Linked DNA regions of Sus scrofa: all the other regions are linked to region 1. A link is a contact called in public HiChIP or PLAC-seq and promoter capture Hi-C data. All regions are on one chromosome and are shown on one strand. The core of a region is the stretch at or near the end of the contact, and the rest is flanking DNA. Distances in the headings are between cores, read along the strand shown.

Region 1 (2,700 bases), core at 85-2,584:
CAAAAAAAAAAAAAAAAAAAAAAGGCGAGAAAGAAATGCAACTTAGAGAAATACAGAAAACAAGACCCCGTTTTTATGAAGACAAACCAGAAATCCTGTGTAGGCACATGGGTCTGAAGCCTGTAGAAAGGAAGGGTCCCTTAGTCTGTGGATGGGGGGAGGCAAAATCCTTTTCGTTATTTTTACCTTTGTCATGAAAAGAATAATCTGAAAACCATTACGAAGCCTGTCATGTTTTCCCGTTGTCCTGACCTCTGGGTGTGACAGCCACATGCTTCGGGCAGAGCCCCCTCGGCAGCACCAGAGGCTCCAGCAGCAGCCAGAGCCCACCTCGGTCTAGCGGGTGGGCGGCTGGGGAGGGCTGTCCGAGGGAGGCTCGGAGAGCTCAGCGACTCTCAGAACTCCGCGCACAAGGCAGCTCTCCCGACCGCCGCCCCCACCTGGGATTCCTCCCACAAACCAGTTCTCAGAGACGAACTCCTGCTGACTTGGACGTCGCCTTCCCGGCAACTAATTCCAGAGGCAAAGCCACGAGCTCCTTTCGACTCGGGCGCTGCCGGGGGGTTGGCCAGAACCGCGGCTTCGGCCCGTCCCCCGACCGCGGGCGGCGCTCACCGGCCGGGCCTCCCATCCGCCCCACAAGCTGCTGCGGGGAAGGCGCAGGTCCCGTCCGGCAGCTCCTCTAATGGATAACCCGGTTCCGGGAAGCGCCTCCCACCCAGAGTGTGCTAAGCACTGGCCGCCCCAACTCAAGCGGCTGGACTTTGAAAAAGCAGAAGCCTCGAGTTTAAACAAACACGGAAGAAGGGAAAAAGGTAAGCGAGGGCACCGCCCCGTGACCCCCGCCGCGGAGCCCCCGCACTTCTACCCCGGCCGGGCAGGCGGGGACGGAGGCGGACCGGGGCCGTGCGCCCCTGCCCGCGCCTCGGGACCCGCGCACGCGGCCACCTCCGGCCGGCCCTGCGGCGGGGCCCGGCTCGTGCTCGCGTCGGCGTGGCCTCGGGCAAGCGCGGGGCGCCGTCCCGCTCGCTCCGGCCCCACAGCGCGTGCAGCCCGGGTGGTGTCCGTGCCCTCCGTCCGGGAACCGCTGTCCACGACACCCACGTCCTGGACAGAGCAAGGCAGGGCCCGCGGCGGCGGACGCGCGCGGGGACGGCACGCGCATGGCGCCCCTCCTCACGCCGAGTAGCGGGCTCCCTTTACCTGAGAGACAACGCTAAAGCCGAGAGGCTGCGCCGCGCCACCCTCACACACGGAGCCGCCATGACTGCCGCCGCCGTCAGCCCTGCGCGCGCCACAGGCATGCGCGGGAGCCGCTGGCCCGCCCCCTCGGGGACCCAGCCCCTCGCGCAGACTCCGTGCTGGCCTTCCCGCCCAACCACTTCTCCTTAGCCAATCCACCGCCGCTTCTCCTCTGATGGACAGACTATACTCACCAATGATGCCCGTCCTGACGAAGCACGGGCCTCTCTCCCGGTGGGCGGGTCTGAGGCCTTCGGGAGACCCAGAAGGTGAGGAGGTGAAAGGTGAAGGAAACCGTGGGAGGGGACGCTCCGAGGGGGTGGGGCGCCGGAAGTGCGTACGTTCGGGGCCTTGAGACTCGCGAGCGCGTTTTCCGGTCTGGCTGCGCCTTGCGTGTTTCGGGTCGTAGTTTGCTCTGGGAGCCGGCGAGGCTCTGGGGCGGGCCTTTGACCTGTTCTCGCTCTCAGCCCGAGCTCCTGGGACGGTGCCGCGCGCCGGGCGTCAGTGTAGGACAGATGCACATAGGCCAAGGACAAAAGCACGTCTACTGGCAACCGCAGCACTGCAGAGAAGTGCGGCTAAAACAGCGCTGGGGGGGCTCTGCCCCTTCTGCTGGCGGCTCCGCGGCGGAGGGCGGAGGGCCGGTGGCTGCGGAGACGCCGTCCTTACCCCACGACCGGGAAGCAGATGCTACACCGCGCGGCAGCGTTGGTGCTGGTGAGGAGGACCGCGTGCATGCTGTTTTCTTTGCCCTCTTAATTTTCTCAGTGAAACACAAAACACAGTAAGAATAGCACCGAGGAGAATTTTGGGGACACAGTGAACATTCATAAATACAAATGTTTTTGTTAATCTAACAAAGGCCCGCGCTGTATCACGTGCCACGAAGGAGCCGAGGTGCTGGACAGGGAGGTGCTGCCTGTTCTGTAGGCTGCTGCCCCTAAGCGAGCCGCCCTTGGGAGCTCTGTCCTGGCTCTGCTTCAGCACTGCTTGACCTCCCGTCTTCTCCGCAGGATGGGCCCTGGAGCCTGCAGTGTCCCAAGTGGAGTGCTGCCTGCATGTCACACGTGTAAGGGTCAAACCTCTGTTCTTCTGCTTTGTTCCCGTTAAAAGCATTCATCATGTTAGGTGACTGCTACTCTGGGCCTGGCCCCGTGCCACCTGCAGAAGGAGGCAAAAGGTCAAATCCAGAATGTGGAATTTTCTCTTGCACACATGAGTCAGTTATTAGTTAGGGGCTTGAAGGGAAAATAAAAAGTAGGACGGATAATAAAAGCATAAAAACATAATGGAGTGGAATGCGTAGACTTTATTTGCATCACGATAGAACAAACCAACTGTAAAAAAAAAAAAAAAAAAAAAAAACACGTCTGTGTGGTTCCTGTCAATACAAACCCAACTAGTATGCATGAGAACTCAGGTTCCATCCCTGGCCCAGCAGAGTGGTTTAAGGATCCA
Region 2 (2,700 bases), core at 60-2,559, 130 kb before region 1:
CTTCCTGCCATCATAACTGGTAGGTGCACAGAGTTTTTAGAGCTACGACCCAGGCAGGAGAAACAAGTCGCAGGTTCTTTGGCCCGCCGCCCGTGAGCATAGCCCAGACAAATTAACCTTCCATTTGCGTGCCTCCAGCGGCTGTGATGGAGACCTTACCAGGCGTATCCCCGACCGCTCTGCTAGAGGCAGCTGCTCCTCTCTATGAAGTTTCCTATCTGATCTTTTTTTTTTTTTTTGTCTTTTTAGGGCCGCACCCGTAGCATATGGAAGTTCCCAGGCAAGGGGTGGAATCAGAGCTGCAGCTGCCGACCTACACCACAGCCCCAGCAACTCCAGATCAGAGCTGTGTCGTGACCTACACCACAGTTCATGCATGGCAATGGCAGATCCTTAACCCACTGAGTGAGGCCAGGGGTGGAACCTGCATCCTCATGGATACTAGTCGGATTTGTTTCTGCTGAGCCACGATGGGAACGCCTCCTCTCTGGTCATTTTGCCTGTGACAAGTCTCAGGGGCCTTGGGTGGTAGAAGCCCTGGAACCCAGGCCTTCCAGCTCCCAAACACCTCAGAAGAATTCAACAAACACTTCAGTGTTTACTATTTGTCAGATTCAGGGAACACACCAGTAAACAAGATAAGCCTGGTTCAGCCCAAGGAGCCTACATTCTAGGAGAGGGAGGAGAAAGGGGTCAATTACCAGGGAACAAGAGATTTCTTATTCAGGGTTTTGCATGATCTTGCAAGGCGGCTTGGGGCGGGGCATCGGGCTTCTGACCCCTCAGCTACTGTTCGGCCTTGGAACCTGGGGCAACAGACTTCATCTCCCAACCTTCTGTACGTAGGTTTTGATCCGAGACCCTGTCCCTTAAGTTTCTGTAATGTTGACGGGAAATAACGCACATGAACGCTAGGCCAGCGGTTCCCAAATGTGTCAGCACATCAGTTTCTAAAACTGTATCTCACCTCCGGAGCCTCTGAAATTGGCCTGGGGTGTGCCAAGGGCTTTGAAATTTTCAAAAATCTCCAGGCGATACTGAAGTGCAGACAAGTTTGGGGGACCATGCATTCTGAACTAGCTCAAAAAAAAAAAAAAAAAAAGTACTGGAAAAGCCCGTTTTACAGATTAAGAGACCATGGCTGGCCAGGAATTCGTCAAAGCCACAGTCCCGAGGCTGCAAGTCCGGAGACTGAGCTCGGATCGTGACCATCTGATCCCTTCGGTCAGGTGGGGGCGGGGCCTCTCCTCCCCAGCACACCTGCTCCGGGGCAGGGGCGCTCATCGATGCGCTCCGCCGCTCGGCTCCCCACGCCTGGTCCCTGCCCGCTCGTGCCCCTTCCCCCTCCCGACCGCTTCCCACTTCCAAGATGGCCGCGGGTGGAGCCGATCAGGTAAGGGAGCCCCTGGCGGGTGTCCACGGGGGCTCCGCGGGCATGAGGATCCCCTTAGGCCACCCCTCGAGGTCCCTCTTGGCCTTCAGGAGAGAAAAGGGCCGGCAACATAGCTCCGAGGCCAGCGGCGTGCGGTCGATCGGGCCGGAGGAGGGGCATCAAGACGAGCGTCGAGCTCGAGGAGCCGCGGCGGCGCGGCGGGGGGCGGCAGCCGGGGCGGAAGAGCGGCCGCTCGGGCAGGGGCGGGGCGGGGCGAGGGCGCGCGGGGCGGGGCGAGGGCGCGCGGGGCGGGGCGAGGGCGCGCGGGGCGGGGCGAGGGCGCGCGGGGCGGGGCGAGGGCGCGCGCAGCTGTTGGCCGCGGGCGTCTAGCTTGCACCTGTGGGGCCGGTCCGCCGCTTGCAGCGCCCCGCGTCCTCTCCGCGCAATTTGCGGGTCCCGCGGGGCCTGGGCTGCGGGCCCGCGGGCCCCGGGGATGGCGTCGGAGCCGCACTAACTCCGGTACTGAGGGCCTCCAGCCAGGGCCGGGCCGCCAGGGAGGGAGGGGGCCGGGGCGCGCGGGGCCGCTGCCACCTGCTGCAGCGTTGGCCGGAGCCGGGAGGCTGCCTGAGGCGGGGCGGGGCGGGCTGCGCGGGTTCAGGTCCGGCCCGGGTGCCCCCTCGCCGAGCGACCGACGCTTCCCCGGCGCCGAGGGAGCGCGTGGGGCCCGGGGAACATCGCGGAGCCCAGGCGGAGCTCGCTTCGTCTGCTCCTTCGCGCCCTGACACGCTCCTTTTCCGGAACTTGACGAAAAGTTTTCCCTCCAGATGCGCCAGGTTCTCCGGCGGGGAGCGGAGCCGGTCGGCGCGCAGAGCCGCGCCGCCTGACCCGCGGGACCCCCTTTACCTTGGGGCCACCGGGACCCCTGCACCTCGGAGCTCCCTTCAGTTGGGGCCTTCCCCACGTTGCGGCTCCCCGCCCCCCCAACCGCCAGGATCCCCTCTACCTTGAAGTCCCCTTCCCGCGGGACCTCCGCCACCTCGGACGTCCCCTCTCCCCGACTCCCCCGTCCCCCTTCGTCTAGACGATCCAGCCCCCTGGAAGCCCCTCCGCCTCGGAGCTCCCGATCCCCTTGCTTCTCATATCCTTGTCCTTCCACGGACTTCCCCTTCGCTGGGGACCCCCTAGTCCCCGGGCCAGGGGCTCCCTTTTGCTTCAGAGACCCCTGTTCCTGGCTGCAGCCCCTCCGCAGGCCTGGGGATCCTTCCCGCTGGGCGGACTGAGAGGCGGGAACCTGTGGCGGGAATGGGGAGCTGCCCTGTTCCTTGAGG
Region 3 (2,771 bases), core at 44-2,543, 210 kb before region 1:
TGTCTGCACACACGCTGAGCAGAGTCTTAGGATGCAAAAAGTGTCAACCATAAAAAGGAGAGATTGATAAATGCAGCATATTAAAGTGAGAATTTTTTTTTTTTTTGCTTGGTTTTTAGATCTGCACCCATGGCACATGGAGGTTCCCACGCTAGGGGTCAAATCAGAGCTACAGCTGCCGACCTATACCACAGCCACTCCAGATCCGAGCTGCATCTGTGACCTACATCACATCTTACTACAACACTGCATCCTTAACCCATTGGGTGAGGCCAGGGATTGAACCCACAACCTCATGGTTCCTAGTTGGATGCGTTGCTGCTGCACCACGACGGGAGCTCCAAGAAATTTTTATCTAAGGATAGCATGAAGAAGATGCTGAGGGAGTGCCCATCGTGGTGTCAGCAGAAGCAAATCTGAGCAGCATCCCTGAGGATGCAGGTTCCCTGGCCTTGCTCGTTGGGTTAAGGATTCAGTGTTGCTGTGGTGTAGGCTGGCAGCTGTAGCTCCAGTTCGACTCCTAGCCTGGGAACCTCCATATGCCACAGGTGCAGCCCTAAAAAAGACAAAAAAAGAAAGAAGGAGGGAGGAAAGAAGAAAGGAAGAAAATGAGGAGCCACACCCTGGGAAAAATACTTGTGGTATGTATAACTGGTGAGGGATTCCCATCAGTGTCCATATATATGACGAACTTCTAGAAATCCACAGAAACAAAACAGTCCAACAGAAAAATGAGTAGTTCAGACGAGAGGAAACATAGCCAATAAATACATGAAAAGGTGCTCATCATTAATAAGAGAACTGCAGATCAAATCATTAAATCTCCAATCTCCGTGAGGTGTTTTTTTTTTTATCATTCCCTGCACTGAAAAAAAAAAAAAAAGACTCTTGAGTACCATGTATCAGGGAAGCTGTAGCTTAACAGGTAACTTGTACATGTTGCTGATTGGAGTAGGGTGCTGGAATGCCCACTTGGGGATATAATGTTACATGGTCTAGCCAAGTTCAGGCTTGGTTATCCTCTTCTCTAACTTGACAGCCCCCATCTGGGTATGTACTTGGAAGGAACGTGTACCAAGAGCCACGTACAAGGCTGCTCCTAGCTGTTGTGTTTATTAGAGCAAACTATTAGAAACACCTCAAAAGTTCATTGACAGGAGATTGAATAAAGTATGGTATTTATCCAGTGGGATATTATAAAATATTAAGGTGAGCGTGAGTGAATTGTGGAAACATAATGCTGAGTAAAAAGGGGAAGTCCCAGAAGATTCTATATGTCGAACCACTGTTGTTACAGCGCTCAAGAATGAGTACAACTGGGAGTTCCTGTCGTGGCGCAGCAGAAATGAATCTGACGAGGAACCATGAGGTTGTGGGTTTGATCCCTGGCCTCACTCAGTGGGTTAAGAATCCGGCCTTGTCCTGAGCTGTGGTGTAGGTCTCAGGCACAGCTCACATCCTGCATTGCTGTGGCTATGGTGCAGGCCGGCAGCTGTAGCTCCAATTGGACCCCTAGTCTGGGAGCCTCCATGTGCCTTAGGTGCGGCCTTTGGAAAAAAAAAAAAAAGTACAGCTGAACAGTGTATTGTTTAATCATTTATGCATTTGTGACAAGTTTTGTTTTTGTAAAAAATCAAAGGAATGACAACTTAGGTTAGTAGCTATTGTTGGATGGGGAGACAGTAGAATAAGACGGGGAAGAATGGACGAATAAGTGGTTACGTGATCTGGGTTAAGTGCTGCTTACTACCTTGTTATGTTCTGTAACTGAGCAGTGTGACACAGAGGTGTTTCTGTAATAAAAGTAAACCTTCATACCACAAGTAGGCTGCGTTCTAGAAGACAGAGAAAAGAGACAAGGCTCCTCTGCCTTTTTTTCCAGTGGATCGGTTATCTCACGGATTCTTTGTAAGATGTTTAGAACAGCACTTGGGGAGGACGAATCCCATTTGGGAGGCAGACACAGTGGAGGTGGCCCTGGAGCTGATGAACAGCTTTGATCCTTGCAGAATTTGCGGTCCACAGCCTTCTAATGAAACTTGTGCCACTCTGTAATCTCGTGGTGCTCTCTCTGTATGGAAGCGCTCAGCTTCCTTGAACCCGGGCTTCTGCAGCTGCTGTTGCCTGAAGTAAGAACCCCCGTGAGATGTTCTGGGATTTTCACACCACAGATGCCAATTTCGGTGGAAGTGCCGGTGGCACATTTCTGGTGTGTTTTCGATTGAGGGGCAGAAGTCCAGTCACAAGTCGCAGGCCACTGCTCAGCTGCTTCAGGAAAATGACCCTTTTCCCACTTAGCGCAGTGGGTTAACGATCTGGCTTGTCTCTTTGGAGGTGCTAGTTTGATCCCTGGCCCAGCACGGTAGGTTAAGGATCCAGCGTTGCTGCAGCTATGGCGTAGGTTGCAGCTGCAGCTCAGATTCAGGCCCTGGCGCAGGAACTTCCACATGCTGCAGGGGCAGCTACAAAAAAAAAAAAAAAAAAAAAAAAAGGCGTCCCAGGAGTGATGCCCCGACTCAGTTTTCTCATGAGCTTACTGAGGGTTCTTTTTTTGTTGTGACTCAGCAGCTTTTGGGCACCTCTTCAGTAGGATAACATCTAGCATTCTGTGACGTTTAACCACTTGGGTACCACCATTCTTGTCACCTCACACTGGTTTTGTGACAGTTACAAAATTGTCACCTTTTTCTTTCAACCCTGGATTTGGCTGCTGAATGCTTACCTCGTGTACAAGGCCTTTGTGGAGTGCGTAGCTGGTCGGGAATAGCTGC
Region 4 (2,700 bases), core at 70-2,569, 230 kb before region 1:
AGGTCTGGGAGCACCTGGGAGCTAGACTCCAAAGCTCACTACTTGTCCCTTCTTGGCACCCAGTTCACTCTGGAACTCCCGCGTGCACACTTTCATTCTCTCCCTCTTTTCAGAGTTTGATCTCCAGCCAGGCCCAGAACAGGTGCTCCGAAGACACTGATTGAATGCATTGTGATTCATATGGGATGCAGTCAACTGAGAAGAATGCCACAGAAGAAAATTGAGGGGAAGCTGATGAAGGGAGAGAGCTGTGTAAAGGGAGAAGACCCCAGGTCTCAGAGCCAGGAGCTTGGGTCCAAATCCTGCAAGAGGCGGGATGGTTTAGGGGAGTCAGAAAACCTCGCCTACTCACGAGCAGTAAAGTTTAGGAGAAATCGGTAACTATCTCTGAGCCTCAGTTCCTCTCCCGAGTAATGGGGATGGTAGCCTTGACCCAAGATTCTTCTCAAGAACAAAGGACAAGGGTACAGGAAACCCCTTTGTAGACAGTCTGTACATAGTTCGTGGTCCATTCCTCCAGCACCCCCGCCCCTAGGATCCAGTTTGCCCCTTCCAGTCTGTCAGTGAGCTGGTATGGGAACTTTGCTTCAGTTCTGAACAGAAAAGTCCAGTGGCCAGCATCTAGTAGGTGCTCAACAGATACATCACTGAACAACGGCAGGTAGCGCCCCCCCCCCCCCCCCCGCACAAGTCCTCGTCCCTCTTTTGTAAATTGGCAATCTCCCACCCGGGCTCAGGGCTCCTTCCTCTCTGCTGCCTATGATACTTAAGCTGCCTTTTTAAGGACAGGCCTAGAAATCACATTTAAGTAAAGTGGGTGGGTGTGAAGAAACTTTGACTAAAAGGTTAGTGCACATTTTTGGTTCCCACTTCCGAATCTTCCAGAATTTATTTTTGCCTACTTAATAAAAACAGCCATGTCACATTTCTTTAGCTTGTCTTCTGGGTTAAAAAAAATGTTAAACCGCCCACTCCAGCCATCCCAGGACGCAGCGAGGAGGGGGGCGCAGACAGGTGGAGCATGTGCCGGGAAGCAGGAGCGGCCGAGGCGGCCCGGGGGCGGGAAGGGTGGCGGCGGAGTTTAAGGGCTTTTGCCAAGAGCAGCCCCACGCGCCCCTCCGCAGGGGCAGCCTCGGCTCCGACAACTCGCACACTGGGTGGGCTCCCGCCTCCGGCCCTCGAGCCTCTCAGGACCCAAGCGCGGCTGCAGAGCTGGCCCGGGCCAGGGGGCCCTCCGCGCGCCCGCACGCCCCCGCCCCGGGGCCCCGCGCCCGCTGGAGGGGCGGGGCCCCGGGGCGGGGCGGTGGCGCTGATGTAATCCCGGCGCCTGGGCGGAAGGATATGGAGCGCGCCCGGTTGGCGGGGCGCTGAGGCCAGTTGCCGGGTAACGGAGCGGAGCGGCCGCGGCGCGCCGCCTCCCGCCCTCCGCCGAGTGGCGCCGGAGCCGCCGCCGCTTTACGTAAGGCGCAGGCCAGGGCCGCCCGGCGCTCGGCAGCGGCTCGGAGCCCTCGGAGCGAGGAGGCGCCCTCGCCGGCCGCCGCGCCGCCCGGCTGCTCAGCAGGTACCGCGGGCGGGCGCAGGGTGGGCTGGGGCCCCTCGGCCCGGCAGGCGCGGCCGGGCCGGGCGGGCCGCCGCAGCGGGGCTCCGGGGCCGGCCTGAGGGAGGCCGGGCCGTCCCGCCGGGCCGCGGGCTCCGCGAGGACCCCGGCCGGGCCCCGGGCGTGCGGTGGGCTGCGGGCCCGGCGACCCCCGCCCTGGGGACCCCTGCGCCGGGCTCGGCGCGCGCGGGGGGCGGGCGATGAGTCCGCACAATGGGCCGGTGTCGCCGCGCTGGGAGCGGCTCTCTGGGGGGAGGCGAGGCGGGGAGTGGATGTGCGGCCGGGCTGCGGAGCCCGGGGAGCGGCGGCCGCGGGGCTCCCGGCGCGGCCGGCCGGCGGGTGGGCGCTCGCGGCGCTGCCCTCGCCCCGCCGCGTCCGCCCGCCCCCTCCCCTCCTGCATTGTCCTTTAGGGGCCGGGGAAGGGAAACCGCCGGCGGGGGAGGGGCGGGGCGGGGCGGGGCCGGCGCCGACTGACGGGCCTGCGGGCCGGTGGCGCTGCGCGCGCGGGGCGGGCGCTGGCGGCGGGGCGGGCCCTGCGGCGCAAGGTTCGCCGAAGGTTACGGCCGCCCGCGGGAGGGACGGGCCCGCAAAGTCACCCGCGGCGGCGGCGGCGCGGGAGGGCCGGGGCCCGCTGGGGCGGCTCCCGAGCCCTGGCGGCCCCGGCGGCCCTTCGGCGCTGCCGGCTCGGCGGCGTCCGAGGAGCGGGTGGTCGCGTGGGAAATGCTGCCTGCCGCGCCGGGACGCGGCGTGCGGCGCGCGGTTGACAGGCCCTGCCTGGCGCCTGGCGGCAGACCCCCAAATCGTGACAGGCCCGGTTTAAGATTTCTCTTTGGCCACCTTTCAGTTTCAGTCCTTTCTCGGCAAGCTCTGGAGACCTAACCTCGTAGAGTGTAGATTGAGCGGCTCGGGGGACATGCGGTGCTTTGAAATGGTTTAACTCACTGTGCTTTCTGCTAATAAAGACCCGGGGAGGATTCCTGGCTGTCTAGGTTGGCTGCTTCATTCAAGTTCCTGAGAATGAGTTTTGCTTCTCTGGGTCTTCGCTCGTTTTGAAAAAAAAGCAGGGGTGGAAGACTGGTGTGGGGGGAGGGGTGCGCAGTTTT

Evidence for each region. Promoter capture Hi-C pulls out the DNA fragments that hold promoters and counts their contacts. HiChIP or PLAC-seq counts read pairs in DNA pulled down with a chosen protein or histone mark.
Region 2: a promoter capture Hi-C map of fetal liver shows a contact between it and region 1, with 5 times the contacts expected there. The contact joins the enhancer-like site here to the promoter of GRPEL1 in region 1. A contact is called at or near these places in 2 of 5 promoter capture datasets (fetal liver and liver), 26 of 47 Hi-C or Micro-C datasets (adipose tissue, alveolar macrophages, blood and 13 more) and 2 of 2 datasets of contacts at active chromatin or transcription factors (alveolar macrophages and skeletal muscle).
Region 3: a contact with region 1 is called in an H3K27ac HiChIP or PLAC-seq map of alveolar macrophages. The contact joins the enhancer-like site here to the promoter of GRPEL1 in region 1. A contact is called at or near these places in 1 of 5 promoter capture datasets (fetal liver) and 1 of 2 datasets of contacts at active chromatin or transcription factors (alveolar macrophages).
Region 4: a contact with region 1 is called in a promoter capture Hi-C map of liver, with 4 times the contacts expected there. The contact joins the promoter of KIAA0232 here to the promoter of GRPEL1 in region 1. A contact is called at or near these places in 3 of 5 promoter capture datasets (fetal liver and liver), 8 of 47 Hi-C or Micro-C datasets (adipocytes, alveolar macrophages, fibroblasts and 4 more) and 1 of 2 datasets of contacts at active chromatin or transcription factors (alveolar macrophages).

What each region holds. Positions count from the first base shown.
Region 1 is chr8:3,795,944-3,798,643 of Sscrofa11.1, reverse strand. GRPEL1 (grpE protein homolog 1, mitochondrial) reads right to left here and starts at 1,334. Exons shown (of 5, transcript XM_003356847.4): 1 at 1,204-1,334. The coding sequence starts at 1,304. It overlaps LOC110262050 (a long non-coding RNA gene), which reads left to right and starts at 1,415. Exons shown (of 2, transcript XR_002346550.1): 1 at 1,415-1,511; 2 at 1,710-2,700.
Region 2 is chr8:3,928,125-3,930,824 of Sscrofa11.1, reverse strand. No RefSeq gene overlaps it. Among named protein-coding and RNA genes, the nearest start is that of TBC1D14, 11 kb to the right of the region's middle. Within about 2 kb of position 1,309, at least 67 of the 83 cell types and tissues checked have an H3K27ac peak or open chromatin away from gene starts, as enhancers often do. A contact at or near this core is called in adipose tissue, alveolar macrophages, brain and 9 more, where this site is marked.
Region 3 is chr8:4,008,528-4,011,298 of Sscrofa11.1, reverse strand. All of the region lies in intron 1 of KIAA0232, which reads left to right. Among named protein-coding and RNA genes, the nearest start is that of KIAA0232, 21 kb to the left of the region's middle. Within about 2 kb of position 1,293, at least 1 of the 83 cell types and tissues checked has an H3K27ac peak or open chromatin away from gene starts, as enhancers often do. A contact at or near this core is called in alveolar macrophages, where this site is marked.
Region 4 is chr8:4,030,014-4,032,713 of Sscrofa11.1, reverse strand. It overlaps KIAA0232, which reads left to right and starts at 1,319. Exons shown (of 13, transcript XM_021100968.1): 1 at 1,319-1,561.